3 separate regions of the Mus musculus genome follow, and regions 1 and 2 are each linked to region 3. A link is a contact called in public ChIA-PET data. All regions are on one chromosome and are shown on one strand. Each heading gives the region's core, a stretch centred on a gene start, on an enhancer-like site or on the middle of the called end of the contact. The rest is flanking DNA. Distances are from core to core; before and after follow the strand shown.

Region 1 (4,399 bases), core at 341-2,840, 520 kb before region 3:
GCTGTGATGTTTTAGCACAGCAATGGAAACACAAACCCAGACATCCATGTTCTGAAGGTGACATCAAGGCCCTCGCTGGCTCCCCAAGTTGGACTGACTGAATGGAATACTCTTTGGTTTGTCATTGGTGCCTTAGGGGGAGGGGAAATGGGGACACATCTGTTTAAACGTCCCTGCAAACACCCTGTTTCAAAATAGGCAGCAAACAAAGAAATAAACAACCCACCACAAAGAGGATGCTCACAAGACTACGGAGGACAATAAGAGATAATAATGTGAATCTGATAGGGTCGTATGAGGCTCCCACAGAGCAGCAAAGGACCTGGGGTCCAGAATGGTGCTGCAGACAAGGGTGGCTACCCTATGTTCCAGCGTAAAGCTATTTTGGAACACGGCCATATGCTTTATCCTGGGTGGCTTTCGATAAAACAAAGACAGAGACTGGCTGGAAGCAGGCAGTATGTGAACCTATTGGAAGTGTGACTGGCCGGCCCCTGCACAGGCCTTATTAGCACTGTGATTGTGGGAGGGGAGCTTTGCTTCCTGGGCACCATCCTGTTCACCAGCTGATAAGAATCCGCTTCAATTCAATTCAATTGCAGGAGTCAATGTAACTGTGCCTGTAAAACTGCTTCAAAGACAGTAAAAGGTAGCCATTATTTCCATCTCTCTGCTGAGCGGCCAGCCGAGTCTCTACAGAATGGATAACAAAATGTCTGTCTTCTGGCATTGTCCTAAGGATCTGCTAAGAGAAATGATTAAAAAAAACAAAATTTGGAGTTAAACAGGGAGATAGCGTCTTGCTGTATAGTCACCGGTTGTATAGTTAGTTGGTCCCATAAGACCCCTAGTCTTTTCTTCTGCAACTGGGGATCGCATACTAGCCCTCCCTACCAGCCTGCTGTGAGCTTTAAGGGAGATGGCAGGAGTGAGTCCTTGGCGCTGTGCCCGGCCTTGTTAGATCCGCAGGTGCGGTGACGAACGCCACCTCCCACGGATCCCTACCAACAGCACAGCTGAGCTGTACCCCTCTGCCTCTGCTCAGCGCCCACGGTCAGCCCTGGGTGCCGGTATAATTAGCTCCATCTCCGTAGTGAGCAGCCGCGGCTGCTCATAGCCTCTGACACGACTGTCACCTCCCACTCAGTTCCCTAAATCAGCTATTCCCATCGTTGAGTCGGATCAGGTGAGCATCACCAGAGGATAGCTTGCTCCTTACAACAATGGGTCTCAAGGACCCAGAGCGCGCCCCCTCCCCGCCCCTCCAACCTCCTTCACCCGGAGGCTGTGTACAGAAATAAAAGAGAAAAAAAGTTTGGGTGGGGAGCAGCCTCTAGTGTCTGCTGGGAAATCACGTTCCTTTAGACCCAATAGCCTGCAGAAGAATGGTAGTCTGTCTCTTTAAGAGGCCTCCGCGGAGGGGAGGGGCCAGCCGGCGTCGCTCCAGCCCGCGCCCTCAGTTAGGCCCGCCTCCCTTTTATTGACAGACAAACAACCCAGTGAAAGCGAGACTTTTCATCTTGACAGCAAAGCGGAGCAATAGAAGCCCGGGCCGCCCTTCGCAGGGCGGGGCTTCAGGAGGGCGGGGCAGACGGGGCCAGTGGAGCGGCGGCGGGACGCGGGCGCGGAGCTGGGCCTCGGCGGGTGCCGGGTGAGTGAGGGACGCTCGGGGCTCGAGGCAGAGAGACAGAGTGTTGAGGGTTGGGAGCCGGGGACCGAGGTTGGGGTTGAGGCGGAGGGCAGCGTCTGCCCGACCTCCAAGCCCGGGCACGGTGCCGATCCGGTAATCCCCCTGCGGTCGGTACCGGCCCTCTTTCCTTCTCCACTGCCCGGCTTCGGTCCAGGCCGCTCTCATTCGCTTCTTCCCGCAGCATTGCAATGCCCGGGGTGCTCCGGTGCTGGTTTCCACCCTCCCCTTTTTCCGGGCCCTGCAGATCTGGTCCTTCGCCGCCCTCCCTAGGCTTAGGCTGCTCCCGGCCTGGTTCTGTTCCTTCTCCATCCCTCGCTCTGGCCACCCTCAGAGTCCGCCGCCCCTACGTCTAGTCTAGTAAACTTTTTTTCATCTTCCCAGTCTTCCTTCCGAAGGCTTCCGGGGTCCCGAGTTCTGACCCTGGTGCGACACTCTGAACATTCTGGTGTCCCTACACATCAGTAGCTTTCAACAGTTTGAAAGTGTTGATTGACGTCTGCCTGTCCCAGCAGGTAGGAATGCCCAGGAGGAAGAAGACCTTACCTGATGTTGCTCCATGCACCCACAGCGTCTCAGCAGGCCAGACACTATAGATGTTTACTAAATGAATGAACGAAGGGCTAGAGTTTGCCTGGGGGATGCAGCCGCAGCCCCTGACATCCCATCTGTTGTGGGTGGAAGCCACCTTTTGGAATGCTTTCTGTGTGCCGGGCACTAGGCCAACCTGGGCTCTCCAAAAGAGAAATAATGCAAGTCACATTTGTTAATTAAACTTTTCTAACAGTCACATCTCAGGAATGTAAAATATGTAAGTGGAATAATTTACTCATGCTTTAGTTAATACATTTCAGATTATAATTAGGAATTCACATAACCAATGTAAAATCACGTTAATGGAGTTGTTGACTGTTTGTGTGTGTGTGTGCTAACTTCTTGAGCTCTGGTGTGCCTCACTCTTGGGACAGCACTTCTTGCTTCTCAGAAGAAGCACGGCAGCCATTTGTCAAGTGGTCGGTCAGTAACCACATTGCTAGGGTGGCTGCCTTGGCTGTGAAGTGCTCAGTAGTGTGCAAATGTGAGGGCGTTTAGTTCGAGTTGTGGTCTTTTGAGGAGACTATCATTATTTGCATTTACAGATTAAAAATAGCAAAGATCCTAAAAGAGTTTACCTGCCCAGATTCATTCTACCGTTTGGAGCAAAAGAGACAGGGCTGGTTCAAGAAGGGGTTTCTCTGTGTAGCCCTGGCTGTCCTGGAACAATCTCTGTAGACCAAGCTGGCCTCTGATTAAGGGCATGTTCTACCATGCCCAGCTTGTCTGTTGCTCTTGAATCTTGTTATTCTTTTTATGTTTGATGCTGCTTCTAAGAGGTGCCAAGAAAGTTTGGGGTGCAGGGTATGAAGACTAGACTGCTTTTAAAAATGATGATACCAGTATTTAGCATACTCTGACACGCTCTGTGCCTAGGTCATATCTTCCTGGGTGGCTCACGAGCAAACATAGGTAAGAAATACCTGCCCTGGGTTTGGAGGTATGCACCGGTAGCCAGAGCACTGTAAAGGCTAGCTAGGGCAGAAGGATCCCTTGAATACAGGAGTTCAAAACCAGCCTGGGCAGTGGAGTGAGACTCCAGCTCAAAAAGAAAAACCCACCAGGCAAGACCTCCTCTGACCAAGTCACCGACGATCCCTTGGCTCACCCACCCGCATTAATGCATCCTGGTCCCAGGGTTGGAGCAGAAAACCTGTGGCCTGTAAGAGCTCAGAGATGCTGGGGATACTGGGACTGGAGTTGCCAGCAGGGCGGGTTAATTCTCAGTCGCTCCACAAGGGAGTTTTCTCCATGAGGTCAGTACTTGGCCCCTTGAGGCCCCTTGGACAGTGAAGTGACAGCCCTAGTCTTCAGGATGCCCAGGGTGGTCTTGGAAAGACAAGATCATGTTTCGTAAGAGGACGAGCATACGTGTAGGAAAGCGCATGGTGGGAGAGGAGTGTCAGAAGTTGCCAAGCGGCATCTTGGCCCAGCTGCATGAAGAAATGTATCTGTCTCCCCTGCCCCCCACCCCCCCAACTAAGCTTGAACTTCTATGCTGGGTAGCACTTCTTAGCTTGCTGGGTCCCTGTGTGTGAGCTGCATGGTTTATTTACCTGCCTGGCTGCTTAAGGCTCTTGAATTCCTCAACCCTCTGGGAGTGCTCACTGAATTGGAGCGGCTCTGACCTATTGGCTGAGTAACCGTATGTACGTCATTGTGCTGGGCTGCTACGGAAAACAGCATGTTTTCTGTGGGGTTTCCTCCCCCACGGCCTGAGGGCTCCTCAGTGCTGGCCTGTGTGGTTGCAGTGTTTCTGTTCACATGGTTAGAATCCTTCTTACTCTGTGCTAGGTACTGTATGCAGGGCCTTGCAGGTATTATCCCATTTCATGGTCACAGGGCTTTTACAGGGAGCAGTTGGTTCTAATCCTTGGCTTGACTATAATAGGGAGGTTGTCAGAACTGGGATCCAAATGCAGGTCTCCAGGATGCAAGCCCCTAACCACTCAATGCTATTGCTGTGTGACGGGGTCAAGGCTGATAAACAGCCCATTCCCTGCCTCCACAGCCAGTGCAGAGACACTCGTGCTTGCAGCAGAGCTGTGTGGCAGGAGAGGACTGACCCAGAAGTGGAGGCTGGGCCTTTTTTGCTGTCCCTAACTGGTGTCCCGGCCT
Region 2 (4,838 bases), core at 1,820-4,319, 730 kb after region 3:
ATGCATCCTAAGCCTTCCACCACACCATTAGCCAACAGCAACTTACAGTTTAAAATCACTAACTCTTGCAAGACACCGATCCATCATTAGCCACTGAGTCACACACAGATGTCAAGCTCATGACTGCAGAAAGCATTTCCTGCACCTAGACTGCTGGGACGCACACCACCTGAACCTCTCAAGAAGACATCTGTATTTTTCCAAACACAAGGTGTTAGGAAATGATCTCTCAGATGATTAATTCTCAATCAACTATCCCATGTCAGAACTCTCAAAGGCTCAATGCATTTATGCATATTTATCTCTCTAACAGAATTTTACAGATTACAATGACTATAAAAGATAACTGAAGCTGGGCGTGGTGGCGCATGCCTTTAATCCCAGCACTCGGGAGGCAGAGACAGGTGGATTTCTGAGTTCAAGGCCAGCCTGGTCTACAAAGTGAGCTCCAGGACAGCCAGGGCTACACAGAGAAACCCTGTCTTGAAAAACCAGAAAAACCAAAACACCAAACAAACAAAGATAACTGAAACATTTTAATAGCAAAGTTGTCAAGACCAGCACCTGCTGCCTGTAATATGAGAACTCAGGGGGCTGAGACAGGCAGCCAGATGCTGTAGAGTTGTAGAGCGTTTGAGGACAGCCTGAGACACTGTGCAAGACCCTGTCTTGAAATAAACAAAAAGGGTAACTAAATTAACTGTGCCTTCTTCATGTGACTATTAAGATTCTAACTCAGAGAACCTCAGAATATGAGATTGCATCTGGAGATCAGAAACTTTGAAAGCGGAAGAGATAAGGGCACAGCCAGAGGAGAATGAAGACCACACGAAGAGGTGGGAGGAAAGGTGGTCATTTGTAAGCCAAAGACATCTGATTCCAAACTTCCAGCCTCCAGAATGGCAACTACATAAAAAATTAATTTCTGTTGCTTAAACCATCCAGGTGTGGTGCTTGTTATAGCAATCTGAACCACTTAATTCTGATAGTAAAATGCAGCAGTCCACTAGTTACAACGAATAAGGCAGCACCAATCCTCCAAGGACTCGGCCCTGCCACACTCTTCTCTCGCGCTTTACTACAGTTCTTACAATCCAAATGGTGGTCTGGCAGTGGTGGCGCACGCCTTTGATCCCAGCACTTGGGAGGCAGAGACAGGTGGATTTCTGAGTTCGAAGCCAGCCTGGTCTATAGAGTGAGTTCCAGGACAGCCAGGGCTATACAGAGAAACCCTGTCTCTGGAGGAGAGAGAGAGAGAGAGAGAGAGAGAGAGAGAGAGAGAGAGAGAGAGAGAACAAAACTATTAGTTAAATGAAGGTTTTGGGGGAAAGGAATGGAAGAATAACTGGCCTAGTGGTTACTGATTCCGTACATACAGGAACAATCTGCTAAGATGCGTATATACAAAGAAAGACCCAATGTAACAGGTAACTTCCAGAGAGACATCAGAGTAAAAAAGCTAAGCGCAAGGATTTTAAGACTAGATCACCAGATGTTAACACCCCAACTGTGCCTCTAACTATGGAGCAGCTAACAAGTGGCCTGCCTCTCTGTGCCCTGGCTTTATCCTCTTTACACTAAGGATACAGGGATATCCTCCTTATATGATAGTTGCGAAGGCTAGCTGCGCCAGTAAGGTGTACCATGTTTACAAGTTCAAAACACCAGCAATTTCCTATGGCTGAACAGGCAAGCTGGAAAGCAATGAAACAGTGCCTGCCGCCCTGCAGCATTCTCTGGCTGTAATTAATAAGTACTCCTTTGAGTGCCTCAGCACACCACACTAAGTCAAACCTGAGCCCATCTCAACAAGCTGTTTGTTTGATTCCATGTTTGTGTACTTCCAACAGACCCTGCCTCCCCTAAGAGTGCTGCCCAGGCTTTCACACACACACACACACACACACACACACACACACACACACACACCACCTCTCCGGTGCCCGGCACTCCCTTACTCTGAACACTTCCTATTTTAGTGCTCATTCTGCTGCAGGAAGTCAAATGTCTTCTCTGTGAAACCCAAGTTTTTAGCTGTGTCTGAGAGAAGCACGACTCCCTCAGGCTCTAGGCTTTTTTTCTCCAGGTGAGACGGGGAGTGGTCCAGCACAACAGCAGTCAGTTCATCTTGACCCAAAACAACTCTAGATACTTCTAGAATCTAGAGCCAAGAGAGTATCGAAACAGAATTTGAACAGGACAAAGTCTGGCTGAGCCTACTGTGTCTAAACTCTATTTATTGGACCTCAGATTACCCACTCCCGGGTTGGTGTTTGTTTGTTTGTTTGTTTGTTCTTTATCAACGTCCCAACTTTGGGTGTTGGAAGGCTGAGGACGATTTGAAAAAAAGTAGGCAGTCACTCATGAACTCAGTAATAAAAGCCATTACCGCCATCACTACTAATACATCATCCTACATGGGGCGGACACCCTGAAGCCCCTTGGAAACTCTAGCCCCCCATAACCCTTTCTCCATTACTAGAACCGTGAAACGTTGGTACTGACACAGTAAGGCAGTTAGGAGCAATGACTTGGGACAGAACCACCAGGACCCAAAATCCCCGCTCCACCCCTTACTTAGCCATGGGACCTCCAATCAATGTTTCTAACGACTTCTGCCTCGAAAGCGAAGCAACAGGGTTAAGTCCTCGCTCACCCGGCCTCAGCATTCGCCCCTACATCCTCGGGTCCCTTCTTGGGGCGCCTTCCCCGGCCTCTGCTGGGGTCTCCCCTAACTTGTCCGCACGTTGCCCAGAGAGTGCTCTCTCTAAGCAAAACCACTTCTGCCCGGGCCAGCGGACGCTCCCTCCTCTCTCGGCAGGTGCTACTGCAGCCCGGTCACCAGCCTCGCGGGTCCCTCTCCTCCCGGCCCGAGCTCGCACGCCGGGGTCTACCCTCAGCAAGCTCGCGCCTTCTCTCCTCACCCAACTCTCTTGCCTCTCAGCCTACGGCCCCTCACCTGCGCGGTGGGTTCCTCAGCTGCACGGTCTCCATGGCGCTGCCGGCAGCCGCCCAGACTGCCTCAATGCTCCATCCTCCCGGAGCCCGCCCCGCGAACCCTCCCACACTTCCGCTTTCCGCCCCTACCGGAAGCGAGAGGAGGCTGGGCGGAGCGGCGGGAGTCACGTGGCACAGTGGCGGGCGGATACAGAAGTCAGAAAGCCGAAGAGGTGCCTCTCGGGCGGCCTCTAGTGGCCCGAGTGTCAGCGACACCCTCTCCTTGACTTGCCTTTGGACTGAATACTTTCAAGCCTGACTCCTTGAGGGTTCTCCAGTTTCTCAGATGGGGAGGCTGTTAGCAAAGCACGGGCTTGATAAGTGAGTTCTTAAAATATATATATATAAATATATATATATATTTATATATATGTATATATATATTTATATATGTGTGTATATATATATTTATATATGTGTGTATATATATATTTATATATGTGTATATATATATATTTATATATATTTATATATATTTATATATATTTATATATATTTATATATATATTTTATATATGTGTGTGTGTGTATATATATATTTATATATATTTATATATATATATTATATATATATATATATATAGAGAGAGAGAGAGAGAGAGAGAGAGAAAGAAAAAGAAGTGAGTTCATATTAGGGCCAAGGGGAAAAGCCCCAAGCCCTCTGTAAACTAGGGCGCAGTCAAGAAACCATCAAAATCTCTGCTCCAAGACTGGAGAGGTTTTATTGTAGATGAGACCAAACAGCATCTGGAAGACTCCTGAGCAGAGAGAAAAAAACAGACTGGCCAAGGCCAGGGCTATATCTTCCGGGCAGAAAAAATTAGCGAAGAGGGAGAAGAGCCGGTCGGGACCTTGCTGTAGCGTAACTGCTGCGGAGGGGAGTGTGCAAGTTGTAATCTGGAACAGCCTGGGAGCATAGTGGAGGAGGTAAGGAGGGCCAGGCTGCTTTGCTACTCATAACAGATATATGTTACTAGGGACCAAGGACCCTGCAGGTTAGCTTGGCTTAAGTCTCCTTTACCAAAGGCAAGGACGATAAAGGAGTGACTCCTTTTGGTAGACAGAAACCAACAGGTTACAGAGGACTACTCGGGTCTGTCCACCAGCAATCCTTTTGTTTACACTTTCAATATTCAACACAAGCCTTCCCTTTTGGGGGAGGAATTGGGGGTTCGCTTTGGACCTGGCACACCCCCAAAAACGGAAAGATCCACTAATTTAGTCCAAAATGACAGTCTAGACTCAGCTCAAGCCGATAGGGTTATTGACAAAAATAAAGCTCAAGGGCTGGAGGGGTGGCTCAGTGGTTAAGAGCACTGACTGCTCTTGAAGAGGTTCTGAGTTCCATTCCCAGCAACCACATGGTGGCTCACAACCTGTAATGGGATCTGATGTCCTCTTCTGGCGTGTGACTGAAGACAGCTGCAGTGTACTCACATACATAAAATCAATAAATCTTTTTAAAAAAATAAAACTCACAGATTTCTGAAGTTCCGTCGCTGAGCCCTCACCGTTCTGTTTTTAGGGGCGTAGTGGGTATATTTTTAGTTTAGGGTTGTTTGTAGGGATTTGTTTGAAGCAGCATCTGTATATTCCCTGACTGGCCTGGAACATGCTATGTAGACCAGGCTGGCCTCAAATTCAGAAACCAACCTGCCTCTACCTCCTAAGTGCCGGGATTAAAGCGTCCACCACCAAGCCCAGCTCCAGTGTTATCCATGTGTATTCACTGTATTCATCTGTATCCATCTGTATTCACCCACTAAATAAGTTTTATGGTCCACAAGATGCCAGGCGCTTTCCAGCTTTCTGGAATCCTGATCCCGACATCTCAGGTTTCA
Region 3 (4,859 bases), core at 1,569-4,068:
TTGAAGTCAGAGAGACCCACCAGCTCTCTAGTGCTGGGATCTCAGGTGTATACCACCATGCCTGATTTTCCTTTGTATAACCCACTTATTTATTTATTTAAAGTACACTGTAGCTGTCTTCAGACACACCAGAAGAGGGCATCAGATTTCATTACAGATGGGTAGTTGCTGGGATTTGAACTCAGGAACTCTGGAAGAGCAGTCAGTTCTCTTAACCACTGAGCCATCTCTCCAGCCCTGTATAATTCTTTTATATTTTACCTATTTGGTTTTTGGAGAAGGGTTTCACCCTGTAGTCTGGGCTGCTTTGGAGTTCACTATGTATTGTTGGCTGCCTTCAAGTCCCATCCTTTTGAGTGCTGGGATTATAGGGCAAGAGCTACCACATCCCCCCTTTTGAACATCTCTTTGAAGGCATCTGCCCCTTAGAGGCATGGTTTCCAGATTCCCCAACACGCAGCTGTTCAAACCTCTTACATAACACAGATGCTGTTTGCATATAGCCTCCCATACATTTTCAATCATCTCTAGGTTATACTAACCAATGCATGTAAATCCTAGGTAAATAGTTTGGCTGTGCTGGTAGGGAAAGAAAGACAAAGGAAAATGTCTCAGTCAGACATGGCGGTTCACGTCTGTCATCCCCAGCACTTGGGAGTCTGAGATAAGAGAATCCCCATGGGTTGGGGGCTACTCAGGCTATATAAAGAGGGCTTGTGTAAAAAAACAAACAATCAAAAAGTGTATTTTCAGGAGACGTTTAGTTTCCTTTATAATATTAACTTTTTTTTTTTGAGATAGGAGTCTTTGCTGCCCTGGAACTCATTACTTAGGCCACGCTGACCTTCAACCCACAGGCACAGACCCGCCTCTGTCTTCCAAGTTCTGGGACTTAAAGGCATACACCACCACACCTGACAGACATTCAATGCATACGTGTGGGCCTGAGAATGTACGTGTGCTGTGTGCTTGCAGGAGCCCTTAAAGGATTCCTAGATCTGGAGTTACAGGTGCTGCCAATCCACCATGCGTGAGCCTCAGTCCTCTTCCCCACGAGCTATCAGTCCAGCCCCCCATTTGTTATTTTCATCCATATTAGTTTCTAAGTCCAAGTAACTCCTTAGGGACACTTATTCATCTTTATGTGTACCCAAGAGTGACCCTGGACTTCAGAATGGAGCCAGAACACAGCCAGGCTCTATAGTCTGGAAAGTACTGTCCAAAGAGCTCAATCCCTGACTCAAACTTTGGTATATTTTGACACTCAGTTGGCCTATATGTTGTAATTAAAACTTGAATTGACTTTCAAATTGATTCATATGATTAGATTTCACAGCAAAAGACTGGGCACACAAACCTTCCTTTTTACGAAGGGGCGGGGCTGCTTCCCATTTCTCTCTGTCTCTCCCTCCCGCCCCCCAACTCCCCACTTTGGTTTTTCAAGACAGGTTTTCTCTGTGTAGCCCTGACTGTCCTGGAAGCTGCTCTGTAGACCAGACTGGCGTCGAACTCACAGAGATCTGCCTGCCTCTGCCTCCTGAGTGCTGGGATTAAAGGCTTCCACCACCAACCCCCTTTCCCTGTATTTTTTTTTTTAAACCAAACTGATTTGTCTCAAACTCATGACCCGCCGGCCTCAACCTTTTCGCATTGGGCTTCTAAACCTGCACCCTTATTCTTTCTTTCAAAGAAAAACTAAAAGCTAAATTTATAGTAGGCTGTTTCACCTGAACCCTAAAAGCCCTGGCGTTTTCATCAGCTTTTAGCCCCTAAAGTCAAATGAGTCAGGGAGCTACCACCAATAATTCTGACACACAGCCCTGCAGAGTAAGAAAGGCACTCAGGGAGCACCACCTTGGATAAGGAAGGTGTTTGAAAACGGCTGTATCTGGAGCTCAAGAATCATTTACAAAATCAATCACCGAAAAGAACCAACCAACCAACCAATGAGCACCATTACTGCTTTGTAAAGAGGAGGCTAATGGAGGAAATTATTACTAAGGCGTTTCAATTCACTCCTCAACCAGCCTTGCGCTTGAGATAGATTCTCTCAACAAACAAATAAAACGGAAAAACAACAAGATGCAGTTACTGCGAATTCCCAGGAAAGCTCGTGAATGAAGGAGTGGGAGCAAGCGCGGCGGGTAGCAAAGGCCACGCCGGTGAGGTTTCCCTCGTTTTTCCGCAGGCACGGGGAACGTGGCTCCTCCATGCACGCCCTCCTCCTCCAGGCAGCCCTCCTCCCCACCCTCCTGCCCCGCCCTTACAGGATATCCTCGCGGAAAGAGGTGCCGTTGTTGAGGTTATGGAAGCGGACGGAGATGCAGTCCCTGACAATGAAGGAGCACCTGGTCTCCTTTTTGTAGGCGCTGAAACACTCCTTGAAGTCCTCGTAGGTCTTAAAGCAGCTGCCTAGCTCCATGGCCGGGGACTGGCCCTCCTAGAACCTAGAACCACGGCAGGGGTCAGAGGTCACTGGGTAACGGCTGGCACGGGCCCAGCTGCGGTCCCGAGTGAGTGGCTTACAGGGCGCTTGGGAGGAGCCCAGAACAGGAGGAGACCGGTAACAGCAACCTAGGGGCGACTTTGCTCAGTGACAGAAGAGGAAAGACGCTCATCCCTTATTATTCATCTCCAAGGCTCCGCCCCCTCGCTGATTCACCCAATCACACGCGGATGTCCAAAACTGACACAAATATCCTCCAATCTTAAGATAGAGCTAGCCGCGCCCACTCTGAAATTGACAAGCACATCGACCAATCACAATCTGCGTCTCGCTCCCCGGAGCCCTTGGGATTTCCGGCCCCTGGAGCGACCTTCCGGAAGCGCTGGGAGCCTATATAAGTTTCCGCGTTTCTCTCAACCGCAGCCAGCAGTGAAAATGTCAGCGCCAGAGGGTCTGGGAGATGCTCATGGCGACGCCGACCGCGGCGACCTTTCCGGGGACCTCCGTAGTGTGCTGGTCACGAGCGTGCTCAACCTCGAGCCGCTAGATGAAGATCTCTACAGGTAGCCGGTAGCGCCTCTGAACTAGGCTCGCACCCCTCTTTCAGTATAGAGTCGCGATTACTGCCATCTCCCTGTGAACCTCAGTTCTGGGGTTAAGAGTTGGATGCAAGCTCTGCTGCAGTTAGAAGGCATGTCCCTGGCATCCATCCTTGCTTCCTCTTCAGGAGGCGATCTGGGGGGTGGGGGGGGAAGGTGTGTGTGTGTGTGTGTGTGTGTGTGAGAGAGAGAGAGAGAGAGAGAGGGAGAGAGGGAGAGAGGGAGAGAGGGAGAGAGGGGACAGAGACTCCGCTACCCCACAAGGCAGCTTAATCTGGTAGACTGAGTGTGCGTGTGTGTTCGTTTGTTCAAGCCATCCCTTAATGTCTGGTAAGTCATTACTTATCTTTCACTGAAGTGGGTTTGTAACAATTTTTTTGTTTTGTTTAGAGACAAGATGTCACTAAATATAGTCCTGGATGACCTGGAATTCACTATATATATATGAATGGAGAGGGAGAGAATGAGAGAGAGAGTATATATATATACACAGCAAGTTGGCTTGGAACCCACAGGGATCCACCTTCATTTGTCTCTTAAGCGCTGGCAGGAGTTCACCACCAGGTCTAGCTGGTTGTCTTGTTTTGTTTTGAGACAGGCTTTCTGTATAGCCCTCCCTGGCTAACCTGGAACTCTGTGTAGACCTGGCTGGCCTTGAGCTCACAGAGGCCAGTGTATCTCTGCCTCCCAAATCCTGGGCTCAAAGGTGTGTACCACCATGCCTGTTCAGTGACAGTTCTGACCCATGCAGCCCTTACGACTTTATCAGAAGCTATCGTTCTTCCAGCTAGGTAATTACTGTCTTGGGCCAGGAGCGCTTTTCAAATTGTTCTGTAAAGAAAAAACTGACAATCTCAGGGTTGAGTGCTAGGACTCAGGGTTCAGGCTCCAGCACTGGGCAAGCCCTTTCACCTAGATTAATCTGCAGGTAGCCGGCAGCGCCTCTGATTTCGGCTAGATTAATCTGCATTCAGTTTCACAACCTCAGACTGTTTTTTTTTTTTTTTTTTTTTTTTTTTTTTTAAGGGAGTTATATGGGAAGTCTTGAAGTCCTTTTAGCTCTGAAACTAGTTCCTGGAAGAGCTGCCTTGTCATGGTTAAGGAGTGCCAGCAGCAAGCCTTCATCCACACAACCCAGTCCCAGATCTGTTTTTTTTGGAGTTCCTCATGTCTGTTCAAGGCCTCAACAAACTTCTGGCCTCTCCCTTTCCCTGGTTTGGGGCGGGGAAGCTGTGGACTTGAGACCTCCCAGGGTTGGTAAGGGTTGAACTGTGTGGACATGCTTCCTGTACTCTTGCTGTAAACGAGGGAGCTCGCGCTTATGTTCTGTTTGAAGTCCACAGAAAGCTTGGGTAGATGCGTGGACGAAAGATTTGTGCGGTGATGTAAGAGATTCGAGAGCAGACTCGTTGGCCTCCCTCGGGTTCTGAAAAAGGACCCAAGTAACCTTAAACCCTTTACTGGAGGCTTACGGAGTTCACAGCGCCCCTCAAGTCTTTTCCACTTTCCTCTCTCCACAGAGGAAGGCATTACTGGGTACCTACCTCCCAGCGGCTCTTTGGGGGTCAAATTATGGGCCAGGCCCTGGTGGCTGCAGCCAAGTCTGTGAGTGAAGACGTCCATGTCCACTCCCTGCACTGCTACTTTGTCCGGGCAGGTAAACCCCGCACCCTGGCGCCTTGCTTGCAGCCACACTTGGTAGCCCAGTGGTTACTTCTTCTTTCCTGGCTTTGAAGGCTAACTCAAGGGTAGGAGGAGAGTTAGCGAGGAGGATGAAGAAGGGAGAGAGAGATGATTCCCTGAAAGGTACCTGA

Evidence for each region. ChIA-PET counts read pairs in DNA pulled down with a chosen protein or histone mark.
Region 1: a contact with region 3 is called in an RNA polymerase II ChIA-PET map of memory CD8 T cells, with 12 read pairs. The contact joins the promoter of Elmo2 here to the promoter of Acot8 in region 3. A contact is called at or near these places in 4 of 39 promoter capture datasets (hippocampal neurons, liver and pre-B cells), 3 of 115 datasets of contacts at active chromatin or transcription factors (bone marrow-derived macrophages, extraembryonic endoderm stem cells and memory CD8 T cells) and 3 of 9 other capture datasets (adipose tissue, liver and pancreatic islet).
Region 2: a contact with region 3 is called in an RNA polymerase II ChIA-PET map of memory CD8 T cells, with 26 read pairs. The contact joins the promoter of Stk4 here to the promoter of Acot8 in region 3. A contact is called at or near these places in 7 of 39 promoter capture datasets (the C10 cell line, cranial neural crest, hippocampal neurons and 4 more) and 4 of 115 datasets of contacts at active chromatin or transcription factors (the 230-238 cell line, astrocytes, embryonic stem cells and 1 more).

Annotation. Positions count from the first base shown.
Region 1 is chr2:165,323,670-165,328,068 of GRCm38.p6, reverse strand. It overlaps Elmo2 (engulfment and cell motility 2), which reads left to right and starts at 1,590. Exons shown (of 21, transcript NM_080287.2): 1 at 1,590-1,651.
Region 2 is chr2:164,072,369-164,077,206 of GRCm38.p6, reverse strand. Stk4 (serine/threonine kinase 4) reads right to left here and starts at 3,069. Exons shown (of 11, transcript NM_021420.4): 1 at 2,960-3,069. The coding sequence starts at 2,994.
Region 3 is chr2:164,802,840-164,807,698 of GRCm38.p6, reverse strand. Acot8 (acyl-CoA thioesterase 8) reads left to right here and starts at 2,818. Exons shown (of 6, transcript NM_133240.2): 1 at 2,818-3,009; 2 at 4,566-4,702. The coding sequence starts at 2,882. Zswim3 (zinc finger SWIM-type containing 3) reads right to left here and starts at 2,585. Exons shown (of 2, transcript NM_178375.2): 1 at 2,268-2,585. The coding sequence starts at 2,422.